2 separate regions of the Strix aluco genome follow, and region 2 is linked to region 1. A link is a contact called in public Hi-C data. All regions are on one chromosome and are shown on one strand. The core of a region is the stretch at or near the end of the contact, and the rest is flanking DNA. Distances in the headings are between cores, read along the strand shown.

What was found. Hi-C and Micro-C count contacts between places; a contact is called where the count stands out from the background.
Region 2: a contact with region 1 is called in a Hi-C map of brain, with 3 times the contacts expected there. The contact joins the promoter of INSIG1 here to the promoter of PAXIP1 in region 1. A contact is called at or near these places in 2 of 2 Hi-C or Micro-C datasets (brain and heart).

What each region holds. Positions count from the first base shown.
Region 1 is chr1:112,456,301-112,462,134 of bStrAlu1.hap1, reverse strand. It overlaps PAXIP1 (PAX interacting protein 1), which reads left to right and starts at 3,577. Exons shown (of 21, transcript XM_074831474.1): 1 at 3,577-3,673. The coding sequence starts at 3,587.
Region 2 is chr1:112,616,481-112,622,314 of bStrAlu1.hap1, reverse strand. INSIG1 (insulin induced gene 1) reads right to left here and starts at 2,095. Exons shown (of 6, transcript XM_074831485.1): 1 at 1,900-2,095; 2 at 1,030-1,448. The coding sequence starts at 1,432.

The DNA.
Region 1 (5,834 bases), core at 2,328-4,827:
GACCTGTTGCTGCACATTGTTTCATGGCACATACAGAAATTCCTTTGCTTCGGCTGTGCTGCATAGCTGGTTGCCGACATGACATCTCCTTCAGCTCAGGCAAGATTTTCCAAGTCCTTCTTCTTTCACCAAGAACAGCTGCAGGGCTCTGCTTTCAGGGCTTATTCATTTGGTGGAAGGAGGATGTGATGGTCTCATTCTTCCCATTTTTGTCAAAAGCTCTGTGATTAAAGAACATGCAGAGGGTGTAGGCATCCAGTGGCCATACCTACCTTGTGTCTCCATGAAGTTGCTTCTACTCCATTCAGAGAGAGGACAGACCCAAATGTCCATGTCCCACATCCCAGGTCAGGGCTCCCAACAACTCTATCTTTGCTTTCCAGGACTGAATTTATAAAAGAAACTTCTTTTGGTAAAGCTATTTCAGTTAATCATTAACCTCTCTCTTTCTGACACACCCCCCACCCCCCCCCACCCCCCCCCATTGCATTACGCTTCTGTAGTGTGGATGGAATCAAAGTTTATTCTTGGATTTTTGTTATAATTAGTCATCAAGAACAATTCTGGTTAAGGTTGACACCTTATTAATGGGTATCTTTTTGTGGAAAACTGCTTTTGCAGTGAATTTCAGTGATTTAACACAGTAATCTGACCTTGTATTACTAATATATAATATATTGTAGAGAATTTTCAAATTGTTGAGATTTAAAATACCAAATTTATCTCATATTCTTCTGATTTGACTAGCTGAACAAGCAGAAGATCCGAAGTGACCTCACCTGATGCTGCAATAGCACAATTTCAGCTGAAGGTTTGGGAAGGCACGTTATTGTTATTAAAAATCCCATTCAAAGTGTGCTGGTTGTTTGCATTATGTTTCTTTGTCAGTATTAGCATAGCACCTGATTGAAATACTTGTAATCTTGGAGTTGTATAAAGAACTAAAACTAATGTGGATGTGGTAAATCCGAAGGATAGGAAGGCCAGGGGAACTCATTAGAGTAACAAAGCAAATAGGCTGAGCAGAGAAATCAAGAGGACAGATCACTTTTTGGTTTTCTTTGTGTGGAGTGGAAATATGCAGTAGCATATGAGATTAGATGTAAGGAAAGTACTCTTGTGAGAAGGGGCAATTTAGCAATCCCACTGAGAAAGAAGATGAAGCCAAGTAATGAACGACATCATGAAGAGAAAAGAACTCAGAGGAAAATGTCGAACAGAAACCTGAGCGACAGTGATATTTATGAAAGAAAAGAGGTGAGAATTACCAGTGCTGGAAGATGCAGATGATTACAGAGGCACTGAAATCCAAAAGGAAAGGAAACTCAGGAAGCAATGGTGTTAATGGTATCTGATAGATCAAGAATGACAAGAAAAACATTTCACTGCAGGTGAATGAAGATTTTGGTCAAAGTAGTTCTAATTTAGTGGGAAGAAGTCAAAATGGATCAAAAATGGAGTTGGAAAGAGTGAAAATTACGGAAGAAAGAAAGTAAGGGCTGGACCTGAGGGCATGGACAGCAGCTATAAAGGAAGGCAAGGCTCAGGCAAGTATTTTTCAAAGACAGTCCAAAATACTTGGGGCAGAAGAAAATGACCCTAGACAAGAGTTATTAGAAAAGACAGAAAGTGAGATGAGGATATGAATTATTGGATGAAAGGGATAAACAGATTTAAAAGCAGATGGTTATTTCTACTTTTTTTTCCTGCACTATGAAACAAGTGTATCATATAAAAGTTTAAGGACTTTTTACCTTGGTTTTCACTAAAAAATAGATTGTAATTGGAGGGGCAATACAATAGAACCTGCAACCAAAGGGTGAGATCTCTTTCTGGAGTACGACAAGAACAGGTGATAGGTTGGGTATTTCTTATGTAGCTGGAGTAGAAAGGGGTAGATGTTATGTGGAGGTCCAGGAGACCAGAAAGGCAGATGAAGCACCTTTGTTGAAAAAAGATGAGAAATGTTAGGAACTTGTATACTACAAATTTCACTTCAAGTCCCCCCAAAATACTGGATAAATAATAAATTGCTTGTAAACAGATTAGTAGTTTCTACCAGTTATATTTCAGGAATAACTCAGGTTAAAGAAATCTAATTTTCTCCTGGGAGAGTGTGACAGGCCTTGTAGATAGGAGGCAAACAATAGGTGTCCTGTATTTTAATTTCGGTAAGCCTTTTGATGCCATCTTGTAACTTTTAAGTATGGGAGGGAAATATTGTCCAAAACTCCTTTGGAAAGAGTAATGTGGGGGCAAAGTTTATTGGACAATGCACAAATGTTTAAAATATGCTGGATCAATCAGGCTCTTGAAAGTGCTCATTTCTCTCTGTGGACTACAGCTGTCATTTTATAAAGGTAAAGTGTTTATTTCTGTTTCCTGGTCAGTTATCTGATGTTAGGAAAGGTACATCCCCCTCTAGGTTTGAATAGTTTACCATCAACATAGAAGGATGCTTTGAGTAGACTTCTGAGGGAAAAAGTATGATTTCGGTAGTAGTCAGTATGTTCATTAGCAAGTTGGATGATGGAATAGGTATCACACCTATTGGATTTGCAGACACTCCCAGCTGGAAGGGGTAACATGTTTTTTTTTGGGAAAGGACTGAATTTCGAAAGGTTCTTGATGAATTGAGAAAATGGTTTGAAACTGGCAAGAGCAAAATATTGTAACTTGTGTACAGCGTATGTAGTGTATTGTTTGTCACTGCTTGCAGTGGTGAGTCGCTGGCTGTTGCTTAATTTCCCCCGATGGACAGAGATGAAAGCCTGAAATAATGAAGAAAATGGGAGTACCACAGCCTTGACTCCTCGCTTTCACCGCGGTTTTGAGGATGAGGAGTGCGGCTGCAGCCTGGCCCGGGCCCTCAGAGCCATGCAAGGCCCAGCCCGGGGACCAGGACTCAGGGGGCGCACGGAAACCCGCCGTATGAGGGGGCCGCCGGCCGCCACCCACTGCTGCCCTCGGCCCTGCGAGGGCCCCTTCGCCCCGCCTGCGGGGTGCGGGGGGAGGCGAGGCCGCGCCGGGGCGGGAGCGGACGGCGGCAGCGGCTGAGGAGATCCGTGCCGCGGCGGGGCCGGGGGCGGGGCCGGGGCGGGGCCTGGGGCGGTGCTGAGAGGCGGGGCTGGCGGGCGGGGAGCTCCCCTCCCCCCTTCCCTCGCCCGCTTGCCAAGGGGCGGGTCCGGGCATCCCCGTTGCCCGCCTCTGTCGTTCGGGGCGAGTCCATCGCGTTCGTGCGGGGGGAGCCGTGGGCCCGGATGCTGGCTCCCGGTCCGGTTCGGAGAGAGCGGGAGGAGCAGAGGCAGCGCCCGCGGATCGGAGCCCGGCGCTGTCCCGCGGCAGCGGGGGCAGCTGCTCGGGCGGGGGGAGCCGCGGTGAGCGGGCGGGTCTCCCCTCCCGCTGCCCCCCCCCCGCGTCCCGGCGGGGGATGGTGTGTCCCGCAGCGCGCGCCTTGCTCGCGCGGTTCGGCGGCTCGAGCGGGGGGAGGGGACGGGAGACCCGGGCCCCAGCGGCTCTCCGCGGCGAGCGCAGGGGGGATCTGGGAGGGGGCGCGGGGGGGGCCGCGGTGCCGGCGGCCGGGACCATGTCGGCGGACGAGGAGGAGCTGAAAGTGCCGGAGGAGATGTTCAAAGATGTCAAGTTCTTCGTGGTGGGAGACATCGACCCCAAGGTACCGGGTCACCCTCCCCCGTGCCCCCTCCCTCGGCTCCCTCCTCCCGTGCCCCCACCCCACGCCCGGGGGGGGCAATGGGGGATCGTCCAGCTCCTCTCTCCCCCCCCCCCCCCCCCCCCCCCGCCCCGACACTTCCCGCGCGGGCTCGACGCTCACGCGCCGCTTCGCCGCACGCGCCCGGCCGCCTCCCGGGAAAGGCGCGGGGGGGGGGGGCGGGGAGCGCGCGCGCCCCTGGGGGGTGGGGCGGGGTAACGGCCGGTATCGGCCGTGCCCGCGGGCAGCGCGCCGCCACCCGCCATGGGAGCCAGCGGCCCCGGCGCGCAGGCCCTGTAGCCGCCTGAGCGGAGGAGGGGCGGGCGAAGGGACTTCCTGTGCCAGCCCGGGCCGGGCGGGCAGCCGGCCGTTGAGCGGGGCAGCGGCTCTGCCGGCCGCTCCTCCGGCCCGGCTGTGGGCCGCTCCGCAGGGCCGCGCTGGGGCCCGCCCGCCTGCCCGCCCTCGGCGCCCCGCGGTGGCAGCCCCGGCCCCTCCCGTCCCCGCCCCGCCGCTGTATCCGGATCCAGGACGGTGAGGGTGGCAGGCCGCTCTCGGCGCAGGGAGGCTTCGTAAAGGATGGCTTGGCGGGCTGCCCCCTCCCCACACGGACGTGCCTGCCCGCCCGCTCCCCTCCCGCCGCGGTGTGGGCTCAGCCCGGGACCCCCGGGGCTCTGGTGCCCGCCCCAGGACCTTTTGGACCCGTTGGGTGTGCAGAGGTGCTGATGTGGTTGAGGCGTCATCTCCGTATTTTCCCTGCCCTGACGCAGAGGAGGCAAGGAGCAGAAGGTGCTGACAAATGACCATCCAGCCCTCTGACCTAGGGCAATACCCTGCACGACAAGGTTGGCCTACTCTGGTTTAGGGCAATCCCCGAGATGATGAAATTGGCCTTCTAGTTAATAACACCCAGTCATGTTGGGTGAAGGTGGTTTTAAAAAAAGTTTCTGTGGCATGTCCAATTAGACGAGTGTTTGAAGTGTACCGTATCTAGCTTTCGGACAGCACCTTCGTGCAGATTACTACGCATTTCACACTGAAATGAAAGTCTTTGCTGCTTTGGTAGTTGCTGCAGTTGAATCGTAGTTCAGCATTGGGTTCATTTAATCTCATGTTTTGGCATTCACTGACTCTTCCAGGCCTTTAAGTGAACTTGAGACATAGGCACTGACCTGTTGAGAGAGTTTTTATTCATAGGAATAGGATTATATGCTAAAAGAAATACAGTCTAGGAATATAGTTAAGAGCAGGAAAAAAACCCCAAGGTCTTCAGACATAAATTTTTTGACAACATGTTAGAGCTTGAATAACAATTCCTGTATTAAAAAAAAAAACCTATAGCAGCAATATTACTGTGTGTAGGAAGATGAGTGCAACAAAACAATAGGACTCTCGTATATCATTTATCATATAAATAGTGTCCCAAAAGGCATGTAGTTAGTTCTGTGTTGACATAGCAAGACAATCAGTGGTATTCCCATAGAGTGAGTAAACAAGCATTCTGTTAATCTGGTTTTCTTTCTTATGTTAAGTTTTATTTTTCTTAGCAGTTGGTGTCATTGCCTTAAGGCTTTGATTTGCTCAAAATTAGGTACACTAAATTCTCCTCTATTTGTGGATGGCTTCTCTGGGTTGCAGGCAGACGCCGAAGGTGGCTCTGGTGGAGTTGCTGAGGTCAGGCACAGCACTGCAGCAGAACTGGCTACGCTGCTTCCAAGACCAGGTCATTCTGGGAGCTCCTTAGCCACTTTCTCATCGTGAGTTGAGAAGTCCTGTGGCTCTGAGCTGTTTCTGTGGCTGGCTGGCCTGTTTAAACACTGTTCCCTCCGGTGCTCTGGTTTCTGAAATGGCTTGCTGGCCTGGCACGGTGTTATACGGAGGCCAGGGCTCTCTTCTGCCTGTACTGGTGCCTGCACTGGTGAGCCCTCGGGAGCACCAGGCACTGGGGAGGGCTGAGCCCTGCCTGGGCTGGGTTGCAGAGCCGATGTCAGAGCAAGGAAGTATGTTGGGCTGAGCTTGGGGCCAGCTCTTCGTGGGTGCCTTTGTCCTTTCTTCTGCAGGTGCCCTCTGTGGTACCCTGGGAGCAACCTGAACAAGAGGAGTGTTTACCAATCGTGTTTTGAACTGA
Region 2 (5,834 bases), core at 846-3,345, 160 kb before region 1:
TCTGATGCCAGGTACCAGGACTTTTACCTTACAATTCACAGCTAAATGCCGAAGTTTAATCCAGCTGTGACAGGGCTGTGATAACTCTCACTGGACTACTACCTGTGGCAATCTCTTTTTACTGCGCACTTTATCATTCATTCAAGTTTATGGTTTATCATTCATACTCCCTTACTAAGAGGTACAGATAACACGTGACAACATCGCTGCATTAAGAAAACCCCAAACATGGAAGAGTTGTTTAAAGTACTTTCAACGCAAATTAAAAGATTACAGCGGGTTTATTTCCTAAGATTTAACCCCTTTTTAACCCTTCATCAAGGTAAAAGGGTACTTCGCGCGGCAACTCCGGAGGCGCTGCGGGCAGGGGGGAGCAGGGGAAGGGGCGGGCAGCGAGGGGGGGGTACGGGCAGGGGGGGGTACGGGCAGGGGCGGGGCGGGCCCGGCGCCGCCGCCGCACGTGACTTCCTTGTTTTCGGCCCAGCCCGTGGCCAGTTCGGGCCGGCAGCCAATGGCGAGCACCGCCCGCCACTCACCAGTTCGCCGGCAGCCAATGGGCGGCGGGGGGCGGTGCCGCGCGGCGGCGGGCGGCCCCGCCCCGCCCCCTCGTGCCCCGCCGTGGGGAATCCCGCACTGGAGTCGCGCTGTCACGGGAGGAACACGGTGGCAGCTGCGTGGGGAGCGCGTGTTTCCCCGCCCGCCTCCGCGCCACGGCGCTGGAGCTGCTCACTCGCGCTTCCAGACCGCGCCGCGCGAAAAATACACTTTGCCCACATTCAGAGTGCACCGGCGCAAAAAAAGCGCCTTCGGACACGCGGGAAACGCGTGGGTGTCTCTTGCACGTGGATACAGCTGGAGCGGGCACGCATCCTTCCAAAGGCAGAGTTCACCTCACTCACTGCAAGCGGTGCCAGTGCTAAGCTCCCCCCCAACAGGTCACTAATTCAGCCCCGCTGCCTCTCCTCACTGGAGGGTGGGTGGGGAAAGAAAAACCAACAAAAACCCCACTCGTGGAGGTCTGCAACTCACCTGCTGCTGTCCCGCAGCACGGGGGCACCCACCAGGCGGAGGAGAACAGAGTGGAAATCACTTCGTCAGGGAACAGAGTCACATTTCTCTGGATCTGCAGCAAGTTCAGCACCAGGGCCATGAAAGCACCGACGACGAAGAGCACCACGACCCTCTGCACCAGGTGCTGACTCCAGTTCAAGGTGCTGCTGCTGCTGCTGGTGGCGGTGGTGCTGCCGGCGCGGGAGGTGCCGGGGCTGCGCGCTCCGTGACCCACCAGCGTCAGCGAGGGGCTGGAGACGGAGGAGCTCAGCATCTCGCCCACCTTGGCGGCCAGCCCGGCAGCCGTGCCCCCCAGCTGGGCTTTGTGCCTTCCCCTGGCCGTGCAGGAACAGCTCCAGGCGCAGTTCTCCAGCCGGGGCATTGGCTTCACCGGAGTCCTGAAACACCCGCACGGGGACAGGCTGTCAAACCCCCAACAGCGGGTCAGGCCGACCCCCCGCCCACCGCTGACACACACCGCCGCCGCCCCCAGCACCACCCGGGCTCCCGAGGCGCCGGGCACTCGGCTCCTAGCCCGACGGGCCGTGGGGAAGGCGGGAGCGCCGCAGGAGCGGGGTGACCGGACCCACCCGAGCGGCCGCGGGGGCAGGGGCTGCGCTGGCTCAGCCTGGCAGCGGCGGGGCCCCCGCCCCGCCGTGACCCGAGAGGCTCGGCCCCCGGGGAGGACACGGACAAGGACCCGCCGCTCCCGTCAGACCCACCCGCGCTGCCGCCTCTCCCTCCGAGACGGGCTTCGCTTCCCGGCTCGGGGGTGTAAAACGGCGGCCCCCTTCCCCAGCCCTCTTCTCCCCGCCGGGCACCGTGGGAGCGGGCCCCCCGCCCCCTCACCTCAGGGGGCTGCGCCCGTCGCTGCTGCTGCTGCCGCCGTCGCCTCAGCCCGTGGGGGAGGGCGAACGGCCGCCGCTCCGCCGCCTCCCTCCCGGCTCGCCGCCGCCGGCCCGCGCCCCGTGTAAGGTTTATAAGCACCCAGCCGCGGGTGTCACGTTACCCGCCGCCGACCTACCCGCGGCCGGAGGCAGCGACGGGCCCGCCGCTCCGCCACGCCACCCCTCCCCTCCCCTCGGGCCGGGCCGGGCCGCGCCGGGCGGGGCGGGGCCGGGCGCCAGCGCCGAGCGCGGGAGCCGCCGCGCCAGCCCCGGCGCCCGCGTCCAGTCGGGTGAGGCGGCGCAGCCAATCCCGGCCGGGCGGCTGATATGACGTGCGGGACACACCACCCGCCTTCCCCCCGCCCGCACCGCGGCTGGCGGCGGCAGGACCGCGCGGCGCCGCCGGCCCGGCCGGGCCACCCCCCCCCCCCCCCCGCTTTCCCCCTCCCCGGCCTCCCCGCCCTGGGCCGCGGCCAGTGGCGGGCGGGGCGGGAGCGCGCGCGGGGCGCCCACAGCTTTCCCCCGCCCCCGGCTGTAACGTCCCGCTGAGGGGGGAGCCCTGAGGAGAGCCGGGGCCCGGCTGCACCTGGCACCCCCTGGGGTGACAGCGGCGGTGCTGATGCTCGCGGTGGGGCTGCCGGTGGCGGTGGCCTCTGCAGGCCAGCCCTCACCTGCTCGCCCAGCCCGCCGTGGTGGGCTGCTCCCTTGGGAGACGGCAGTTAGTCATGGGCAGGGTTGAAGGCATCTGTTGCGGCGTCTCCTGAAGAGGAAGGGATCGGTGATCCCGGCTGTCGTGATTCCAAATTGATGGTGTAAGGAGATCCCGCCAAACCCATGGCTGCGTAAGGCCCCGCCAAACTGAGACACTGCATCAGCGACCAGCCATGGGGTGCCCGGCAGATCCCAGACTCCTGACTTGGTGCTGACAACCTGAGCAGCTACTCTGCCAGCACCAGCAAAGCCCGGGTCGTGACGCTCCCAGCCTAGTGTAGCGTCGTAAAAATACACTTAAATGCAAGTTCACCCTCTGGTTTCTGCAAGGGCCTGGAAAGTGGCCTAGCAGAGATAGTCAACTGTGCGAGCAGTACTTCATGTTAGAATTCAGCATCAGAATTTCTCTACAGAGCAGGACTCAGCTGCTAGACTTCTTTTTTAAAATGCTAGTTCTCCAGGACATGCTGGAGGCTAGTGTGTTGATAGTAGGAATAACTGGATTTCATGGTTATTTAGCTGGCCTCACTGGAGCCAGCAGGACTTCTTTTTCCATGAGGTATGCCCTCTTTACAGCTGGAAAGAATGTAGGACCCAATGGCTCCCCAAGCAGTGACACTGAGCATTTAAGAGTAGGTGCTAGTCACGCCTGTGATGGGCAGAATGATGCTTCAGGTTCTTGGACCATCAGTGTTCAATGATGGTTCCATTGTTTTTCATCGATATGTTAAATGTAACAAATAAAAAATATGGAATCAATTAAAGATAGGTAAAGAGGCAGGTGTTCTGTATATCGTAAAGAGTAAAATCCATCTGGGATATGGCTATCCCTTCTGATCTCTGCTCAGTTCTAGCTGGGATGCAAAGAGTTAGGATAGCAGAGCCTGCTGAGCAGCGTGCCTTTGGACAACGTACTCGACTGTCTTGGTGATGGACACATTGTTAGTGCCACTGTTGGAAGTGACAGAAGAGCCCAGTACTTTTAATACTGACTAGCTTGGGATCAGCCCAGCCCTGTCTCGTCAACTTTACTGCTGGACCACTGTAAATGTGTCCTCTGTACATGGAATTGTAAATATTCAGTTTCCATTGCTGTTTTATCTCAAGTAATGTATGGAAACAGCTTTTGGTTTTAGTCTCATGTGCTAAAATTGTTTGGATTCTTCTGTCAGAGTTTTGAAGTCATGATTTATTTCCTTTTCTTAATATTTTTTTCTGACCCAGTGGACCTGCACTATAAGTTCAAGTTAACTATTTTCAGAGAAAACAGTCTTAATATATTGTCAGCATTTTATGGGTTCCTCTGAAGAAACATTTGATTTGTTTCAGGAAATCACATGCAGACATAACACTTCCCTTCAATGGCAACTGTGTACGAGTTTTGAATCGATGCAGGCAATTTATATCCCTGGACCGCTAAGCAATACCTTTGGCGGCTCTAAATATGGGCTAGAATTCATTCCCTGGGAAATTTTCTTTCTTGTTGAATCACTTTGAGACTTATCAACAGGACTCTGGATTTGAGATAAAATGACCCATCTGTGTAAGAAATCTCTCCCTGGAGTTGACCCTCGGGAAACAAATATAATTCATCTTTGCTTGTGCCGCATTTCTACTTTATTTGAAAAGATATCTTTTCGTATTGCAATTTTTTTCCCTGAGTCGTACCCATATTCTCAGTGTCTGGGCAGAGTTCGCATTCCCTTGTGCTGTGTCTGCTAGTTTTCTTTCCTGAAAGAACCTCTTAAGCATTTTTCTCAGTCCTGTGTTTTTTCTTTCCTCATGGGTATGTCTCTTTTGCTACTTCCTGCAGCATACTGTATTACTTTTTTTTCATATTCATAATATCATGTGGTGGTGCCCTTTTTTCTTCCAGGCTTCTTTCAGACAGTAGAGACCAACTTCTGAGATGGTAAAACTTACTGCAGCTTCGCTAAAACCAGTGGAATCAATACAAATCTACACTAGTTGAGAAACTGGCCCTAAGCATGTTTTTCCTGAACTCACCTGCTTAGAATAAAAGTTAAATGCCCCTTATGTTCGTCTTTACAGTCATATTGCTTTACATTTCCTTTTAGAATCCTAAAAAGAGTTAGGCCTCTGCATACTTTGATTAATGCCTGAAATGTTATGCTTAACAGTTATTTCTGTATGTCTTTGTAAGATTAATGACATCGTTATTTTTATCTCATACCTTAGCAAAGACAGCAAAATCTGGAAGTACTCAGCATCACTACTCACCGAATCACAGAATCACCGAATCATCTAGGTTGGAAAAGACCTTGAAGATCATCCAGTCCAACCATTAACCTAGCACTGACAGTTCCCAACTACACCATATCCCTCAGCGCTGTGTTGACCCTACTCTTAAACACCTCCAGGGATGGGGACTACACCACCTCCCTGGGCAGCCCATTCCAACGCCTAACAACCCGTTCTGTAAAGAAATGCTTCCTAATATCCAGTCTAAGCCTTCCCTGGCGCAACTTGAGGCTATTCCCTCTTGTCCTATCACTTATTACTTGGTAAAAGAGGCTCATCCCCAGCTCTCTGCAACCTCCTTCCAGGTAGTTGTAGAGGGCGATGAGGTCTCCCCTCAGCCTCCTCTTCTCCAGACTAAACACCCCCAGTTCCCTCAGCCGCTCCTCTTACAACATGTGCTCCAGACCCTTCAGCAGCTTCGTTGCCCTTCTCTGGACACGCTCGAGTAATTCAATGTCCTTTTTGTAGTGAGGGGCCCAAAACTGAACACAGTAATCGAGGTGCGGCCTCACCAGTGCCGAGTACAGGGGTAAGATCACTTCCCTGTCCCCGCTGGCCACGCTATTTCTGATACAAGCCAGGATACCATTGGCCTTCTTGGCCACCTGGGCACTGCTGGCTCATGTTCAGCCGGCTGTCAATCCACACCCCCAGGTCCCTCTCTGACTGGCAGCTCTCCAGCCACTCCTCCCCAAGCCTGTAGTGCTGCTGGGGGTTACTGTGGCCCAAGTGCAGCACCCGGCATTTGGCCTTATTGAAGTTCATACAGTTGACCTTAGCCCATCGCTCCAGCCTGTCCAGATCTCTCTGCAGAGCCTCCCTACCCTCGAGCAGATCAACACTCCCACCCAGCTTGGTGTCATCTGTAAACTGAGGGTGCACTCGATCCCCTCATCTAGATCATCAATAAAGATGTTAAACATT